2 separate regions of the Podarcis muralis genome follow, and region 1 is linked to region 2. A link is a contact called in public Hi-C data. All regions are on one chromosome and are shown on one strand. The core of a region is the stretch at or near the end of the contact, and the rest is flanking DNA. Distances in the headings are between cores, read along the strand shown.

Evidence for each region. A called contact is a pair of places that touch in the nucleus more often than the background predicts.
Region 1: a Hi-C map of tail shows a contact between it and region 2, with 4 times the contacts expected there. The contact joins the promoter of MRPL15 here to the promoter of LOC114600604 in region 2. A contact is called at or near these places in 2 of 3 Hi-C or Micro-C datasets (blood and tail).

What each region holds. Positions count from the first base shown.
Region 1 is chr8:38,878,050-38,882,108 of rPodMur119.hap1.1, reverse strand. MRPL15 (mitochondrial ribosomal protein L15) reads left to right here and starts at 1,940. Exons shown (of 5, transcript XM_028736960.2): 1 at 1,940-2,165; 2 at 3,615-3,763. The coding sequence starts at 2,049.
Region 2 is chr8:38,426,255-38,430,155 of rPodMur119.hap1.1, reverse strand. LOC114600604 (DGAT1/2-independent enzyme synthesizing storage lipids-like) reads right to left here and starts at 2,305. Exons shown (of 7, transcript XM_028736946.2): 1 at 2,031-2,305; 2 at 371-701. The coding sequence starts at 698. All of the region lies in intron 2 of XKR4 (XK related 4), which reads left to right.

The DNA of each region.
Region 1 (4,059 bases), core at 691-3,190, 450 kb before region 2:
TTAAAAAAAGCACCACAACGGCTTCTGCTCAGCCTGCTTCTAGTTTATTATTGCCGCCGCTTTTTGTTTTCTTCTCTCAAAAGGATGGGGAACGGGGTTTCGACTTCGTGGCCCGCAGCCAGGAATGATGGGAGTTGTAGTCCAAGCAACTTCTGGAGGTTTACCGTCAGGTCCCCGTCCCCCGTCCTCCCCCCAGGTTTCCCCGCACCTGCTGTAGGGTGGCCGTAAAGAAAATGTAAAAGGCAAACCAAAAAAGCTTCAGAGATAAAAGAGGTACAGAAAAACATAACCAAAAGTCTTAGCTTTAATCTGCCATTGAAATCCAGAATATTGCCGTCCTACCAACAAAAGGAACAGCCCGGACACAGCCTGGATTCCTGCTTTTTAAAACTCTGGTCTTTATGTAAGAGTAATTTCAGAGGTTTTAAAACTGCCTCGGTAAAGTTTTTCAAGAGCAGCATATAAATAGACAGGGAGCTGCATTTGTATTGGAATTTGCACTGCAGAACCTTATTTTTATTTTTTTACAAACTTCAATGAAAATATTAAAAACATTTACCAAGCAGAGTGCTTCTTCCAAGACACTTAACATGTACAGATGTTAAGGCTGGTATGCAGTCATCTAAATGGCATCAAAATAAACCTGGGAAATCTTTTACATTACAGATTAAGCTCACATCCACAGGGCATACTGTAGGGCTGTTTTTAATGTTTAGAAACACGCAAATACAAAGATTTTCCGGGGGCCCTCCCATACACAAAATAAGAGCACAAGTTCTTTATTTCTGTCTTGCTTCTGGGTGGGCTTGCTAGTGCCCAGCACTCGGGGCAAAGCTTTGTGGCACAAATCCAGGGCCCAGTCAGCAGAATGAGCAAGGCTGGTTTGTGTCATTTTGAAATAAGTGAATACTTTCCCATCTACAGAGAAGTGGGATTAATAACATTTCAGGTGTAAACTTACTCTTCAGGACTGTTAAAGTGGTATAAAACCATCTGAGTGAGATTGTACCTTTCTGCATCTGGTGAAAGTGGCTTCACAGCAGTGGAGCTCTGAAATGCCACCCACCTCTTGAAATCCAGCTGACACGAACATTGGCTGGCTTTTTTGCTGCTAGCTAGACTTATTTCTTCATCCAGGCTTTTAATGATGTGGTTTCTTGACGCAGTAAGGCTGTAATTCTACCCCCCGCCCCTGTTTACCTGGGAGAAAGCCCAGCGGGGTTACATCTGGGTAGACATTAGGAAGGATTTCAGCTGAGGATACTGATTTTGTAGTATGGAGGTATGACTGACTTTCTATTTTCATTTTTTATTGGAATTGCATTGCTGTTTTCACTGGAATGGTTAGCTTGGTTTTATATTTAATGTACTCCACTCTAGAACCACTTGCGGTTCAGAAATGAAATAAATGATAGTGACAGCTGTTTTGCAGGAGACAATGTATTATTGTTGTTGTTGTTGTTGAATTTATATACCGCCCTATACCCGGGGGGTCTCAGGGCGGTTCACAGAATATAGTAAATGTAGAAATCCAAATGCAGCGCAGCTGTGATCTGGCAGCGGTGTCAGCGTGCTTCCGCCTGCAACAGAAGCGAAGTCTGGAACCGTTGTCCTTCAAACTGGGATGTGATGCCCATTCCATTGAATTCAGACACGTTGTGCTTCCCCTCTCTCAAAACAATGGATAATTAATAAATAAATAAATAAATAAATAAATAAATAAATAAAGGATTAAAAATACATTAAAACATCAGTAATTAAAAACTTCCCTAAACAGGGCTGTCTTCAGATGTCTTCTAAAGTTCAGTTTATTTCTTTGACATCTGATGGGAGGGCGTTCCACAGGGTGGGCGAGATACCAAGACAAAACGAGGAACCGGGAGAGGTGCCTCTCTGTTATTTCTTTTCTCTACAGCTACAGCATGGGGTTGATGGTGTTTCTGCGCCGGCGCAGAGCCTGCTGATTGGTTCTCTCTCGTGGGCTCTCCCGCTGCGCCGCCGCTTCCTCTCTCCGGCTTTCCTTGCCCTTCGCTCGTGCCAGGGGAGCGATGGCAGCGCAGGCTGGGGGAGGCGGAGGGGGCCGCGCCAAGGCCTTGGAGCTGCTGCGGACCTTGCCCAGGGTCAGCCTCGCCAATCTACGGCCGAACGATGGCGCCCGGAGTCGGGTGAGTTAGTTGGAAGCTGGCGGGTGAGGAGGGAGGCCTTGGCCCCGCGGCTGCCTCGCTTGACGCTGCAGCGTTAGGCCGCCTCTGCGCTGCTAAGCGATTTTCCCTGCCTCCCCTCCCTTATTCAGCGCCGCCTGCCCTTTTTTTGATAGGGTCACTGGTGTCTCTAAAGGGACCCAAAAGAAACGAGGGGCACGTTTAGCTTATTTCCCGTAAGTGGCCCCCTTGTGTGACTTCATTTTCTGCACATGGTGGTGACAAAAGGATGCCTGTGTGCATGTTTTTACTGGACCCAGTCATATTGCATCTGAGTACACAATGTTTTACCTAGAACCCTATGGCATCTTAAAGTCTGCTCAGTTTATAGTGCATGATATGTACTAGGAATGAGCCTGCTTCATCTGAGGCATATGTAATATACTAATCTTACAGGTATATGTATATATATATATACACACAGACACAAGCACTAATATTTAAAAAGCTGTGAGCAGTGTCTAATGCCCATATATTTCAGTCATAGTTTTTTAGCATTGCTACTCTATTCTGTCCAATTCCCATATTCTAAAAATACTGAAACACTAGGCTACATAGAAAGTATACTTTTAAAGCACACACATATCCTAGGAGCTGTAATTTGTTAAGGTTGATAGGAATTGTAGCTCAGAGGGGTAAGCTACACTTCCCAGGATTCAGAGGGCGGGCAGGTGTGCTTTAAATATATGGTGTGTCTCTTATGAGAGAGTAAAGTAGTTAGAATGTATGAAATCTGGGGAGGAATGATTTTTTTAATTGAAAAGGTGAAGTTTAATTTATGCTGCATTCATGATGCAAAATTCTCTATTCCAATTGCTTGACGTTTTATATAAATAATAGTAGAAACGAATTGAATTAGTCTGTACGTACAAGGAACAATATACTTTAAAAGTAAGCTGACACCAAAAGATGGAAATAATCTCTTGCTCACAAAATCTTATGTCACAATATGCTAGTTTGCCTTTTTAATGCCATGGGAATTTTTGCTGCAAGGACTGGAGCTTTTCCAGTAGGAAGCATGATTTGTGGAATAACCGTCAGTCATTTTTTCTGTATGTAGCAGAGAACCCATTACAAGTTGTGGAATTTATTTTTAGACTATTATGTGACAGCTTCCATACCTCTACCTCTTTCCTACTCACTTTTCTACACCACTCACCTTGCTGTGGATTATGCAAATTAATCGGGTTTTATTTTGTGGTATGTTCCGAAAAGTCAGACCTTATTTCCTATACATGCTTACTCAGTATTAAGTCTCACTGTATTCATTGGGGATTTTTTTCCAAGTATGTGTGCACAAGATTGTACAATCTTCTATGATATTTTTTTTTAAGGGGGGTCACAGAACTCTTCATTCACAAATAAACTGAATATGTATTATGTAACAAACTGATGTTTGGCTATTTCCTTTAGGAAAAGAGTCGGCGTGAAAAGACTCAATGGAGGAAAACAACTCACAGAAGCCAGTGGAAAAGAGGAACTCGTCCTCGATTAGGCTTTGAAGGAGGCCAAACTCCATTTTATCTAGTTATTCCAAAATATGGCTACAATAAAGGTCACCAGTAAGTTTGCTTCCATGATCATTTTCTTTTTAAAAGGTCTGTAGTCAAAATTTATTGAAAGTACAATCCAAATTCCTAACTGGGAACAGTGGGGTGGACTGCTGCATCCAGAGCCCTCCAGTTGTGACAGTGAAGACAGGAGGTAATTTTAATTTTTTGCTGCACCATCTCCAGACTGGTGTAGTTGAAGGACACAGATTGGGGCCATTGTTAGTAGCTGGGTCAGCTTTCAAAATCAATACACACCACTATTTTAGGTCCATTAATTTCATGAGTCTACTCTGAGTATAACATAC
Region 2 (3,901 bases), core at 1,056-3,555:
TTGGGAAATATATGGTGCAACTAGTTAGCAACGAACAACTCAGAAAGAGCTCCTTTAACATAAACCTTATTATCATTTGCCTCCCTCAAACATACGTGAATGTAAAATATAAAGCTACCTTCTACAGTGGAATAATTCCTCTTTAATCAAACAATTTTTTTTACAATGCATACACATTCTGAATATAGGAATGTGATTGATTAGGAAGTGGAATAAAAAATACTCTGAAACTGTAATAACAAAGTAGTTTATGCAGTGCTACTGAAAAAAATGCTTGGGAAAGTTCTTCTGAAAACAAGTATAGGATTTTGTATCCTTATACTTGAAGCCTATTTAGCTTATATCATCTACATAAGAAAAATGTACTTACCATTCCATATTCTTCCATGAACATACCACAAAGTTAACACTGCTAGTCTTGCACCATCCCAAAAATCATTTGAATAAACCTCTTTTAGGTGTGTCCGTAACTTGTAAATATGAAGAATAAAAATGCTGACATATACAAGAATGAGGATGAGTGCAGGAAGTAAAAATGCTACAAGCAATGGTGCAAAGAGCCATGTGAGGTAGACCAGGTAACTCAGATATTCGTCCAAGTGTTCGACTCCAGTCCATCCTTCCAGTATGTAAAGCAGGCAAGTCAAGTAAGACATGGGCATCTGCTCTGCACCACAGGATTCATTTCGGCCTATCATATTCTGTTTAAAAAGAAAACAAAACAAGTTTTTTAAAGTATATAAAGATCTGTATAGTATATTATAAAGAAGTGTTTGGAACTGTCAGTTTGAATTTCCAGACAATTTTCACTAAAGACCAGAATACTGTACTCTTAAGTTGAATACAGACTGCTGTCATTGCCAAGTAAACACAACAATCAAGTTTGGGAGTGAAGCAACGAGGGAACCTGTAATACTTGTCTACCCTCTGCTTCTTAAAGTCTATGAAGTGCAACGTATGGCAACAGATTCTTATCTCCCATGTAGCACTTTTACAATAGTAGAAAACAGGCTTTCAATGTTGTAAAATCCAAAGCCCATCTAAGATAGCTTTCTTTGTACAGGAGGGACTTTGTTCCAGACTTTATCTTGTGAACCTCCCTGAGATCTTTTGATGAAGGGAAGTATATATATATCTAATAAACAACAACAACAATTTATGTATGGCTTTCTTGGGTTCTCTTGCTGTGTCCCAGCATCATCCTCTGCAGTGACAAAGACAAGAGCAGCAAACTGAGTTCTATGATGGAAACCTGCTCCGTTTTAAAAAGGCTTCAGTGATCATCTTCATTCGTTTAATTCACATGGGTTTACTGGGATACATTGACTAGATCTGTGTACCTGACAGAGATGGGGCCACAAATGTCTTTTTGATGAAATAACCACCTGTTTTTCAAAAAGAGCTATTGGTGCTTGGGGGGGGGGGCACTCATCATGGTTCAAAGTCTTTCTTTCAGCAATAAAGAGCAAGCAGACAAGTGAATATCCCACAAAAAAGGCACTCCCACAAAACATTTAAAAACAAATGCTCAAGTGCACACACAACAGCAACTCAGTGCACAGGGAAACACTTCTGCAAATTGATGACCGATAGCTGAATTGATAAACAGTTACAAATCAGGAAAGACCAGCTCCAATCTTGTCTCTCCTATAAATTCTCTGGGTGGCTTCCAGCAAATGGGAGCCGCGCTTTCCCAGCTGCACACCTGCAATATCTACCTGACATGGTGTTGTAAGAATTGCAGAATCCCTGCAACATTCGTAAAGCACAGGAAATATTAACGGCGCCCGCGCCACAATGCAAGGACTCAAGTCAGAATCAGTGAGAGAGCGCCAAAACCGGTACGGAGATGGGAAGTCCTGAGAGAAGTTGGGGAGAAAAACAACAGAAAAGGCTGCCCATGTAAAGGGGGTGGAGGGGAAGGCGAGAAAGGAGCCAGGAATGGCTGCCCTCCCTCTGTCAACTCTCTTCCCCGCCCGAAGAGACACCTTGTTGCATCCTAACGAGGAGGAAGGGAAGACGGGCCTCACCTGTCTCGGAGAGGGAGGATGAGGCGGCGGCGGCGGCAGCTGCAGAGACGCTTCACTCGGCGACAAAGCTCGGCCTTTTCTTCCTCTCCTGCCGCCCCCAAAGGGGCGGTATGGCAAGCGGCCACTCCTGGCAGATAGAACTTCACCGCTATCCCATTGTCCCGAGCGAGGACGCACCAAATGAGGACAGCGTGCTCTTCGCTCAGCTTAGGGCCATTGCTCCACCCGGACCCATTGAGTAGGCGGACAGGTGCCTGAACAAGTCAGAGGAGGCGGCTTCCGGGAAATGCGCCATAGAGAAAAGAAAGGGCAGAGGGGCGCGTAACGGCGACTGGATAGAGGGTTTGCGGCTGCGCGTCGGAAGCCTTTAAAAAAAACAAACGCCAATCTCCCGTCTTGCCCAGAGGGAAGGGAGGACGTCGTATGGCTGCTTCCAAACAAGAAAGGCAGCTGCAGAGGCTGTTGTAGCTCACATCTTATTTAGTACTAATCTAAAAAGGGAAAAGGGAAATCTAAAACAACGCTGCCAAGGCAAATGCATAAATCCCCTTATTATCATTATTGTTAACAATGTAATTTGTTGCCCGCCGTTCACCCTGAAGTAATAATAATAATAATAATAATAATAATAATAATAATAATATCTTTATTGTCATTGCCCCCTCTCGGGGACAACGAAATTACTTGACTGCTCCATAAAAACACTAATTAAAACAATACAGTATAGCAGTGTTTCCCAACCGGTGTTCCGCGGCACACTGGTGTGCCGTGAGACCTTGCCTGGTGTGCCGTGGAAGGGAGGCGGGAGAGGCGGGGCGGCGGCGGCATCTCCTGCTGGATGCAAATCCAAACATGGCGGGCGCCTCCCTCGCTCCTTTGTAGGCGGACCATCGAGAGAGAAAGAAAAGGAGGCGAAAGAGCGAGAGAAGGCGCCTGCGCGGAAAGAGGAGCGAGCAGTGTGCCTGCGCGCCGCGGCGCCCGAGATCGCTTCTCCCCACCGCCCCTTGCTTCAAAAGAGGTCCGGGGACAGCGGGAAGCGCTTCGCGCTGCCCCGGGACCTCTTTTGAAGCAAGGCTTTGCGGGGAGAAGCGATCTCCCCGCAGCCCCTTGCTTCAAAAGAGGTCCGGGGGCAGCGGGAAGCGCAGTGCTTCTTCCCCGCTGCCCCCGGACCTCTTTTGAAGCAAGGGGCTGCAGGGAGATCGCTTCTCCCGGTGCTCCGAAGCGGGGCGGGGGGGCGGGAACACCTGCCCCAGCCGCCCCGCTTCGGAACGCTGCTCCGAAGCGGGGCGGGGGGGCGGGAACACCTGCCCCAGCTGCCCCGCTTCGGAACGCTGCTCCGAAGCGGGGCGGGGGGCGGGAACACCTGCCCCAGCCGCCCCGCTTCGGAACGCTGCTCCGAAGCGGGGCAGTGGGGCGGGAACCTCGCACCCCGCCGCCGGGCATCAGAACGATGTCCCGATGCCGGGCAGTGGGGCGGGAACCTCTCCCCCCGCCGCCGGGCATCGGAACGAGGTCCTGGACCTCTTCTGGAGGCAGGCGGGGGCAAAAGTCTTTGCTCCCCCCGCCTGCCTTCCCGGGACAGCGGAGACTTCTCCGCTGCCCCGGGCGATCTTAAAATGCTGGGGGGCGGGAGCGAAGCGTTCGCTGCCGACCCCCAGCATTTTAAAATCTCCTCGGGGCAGCGGAGACTTCTCTCCCGCCCGCCAGCATTTTAAAATCGCCCCGGGACAGCAGGGGCTTTTAAAATGCTGGCAGTCGGCAGCAAAGCCCTCCTGTCCCCGGAGCTTGCGGGGCGGGAGGTGGGAAGAAGGGCTTTTCTTCCCACCGCCAGCCTTCAGAACAGCCTTCTGAAGGCTGGCAGTGGGAAGAAA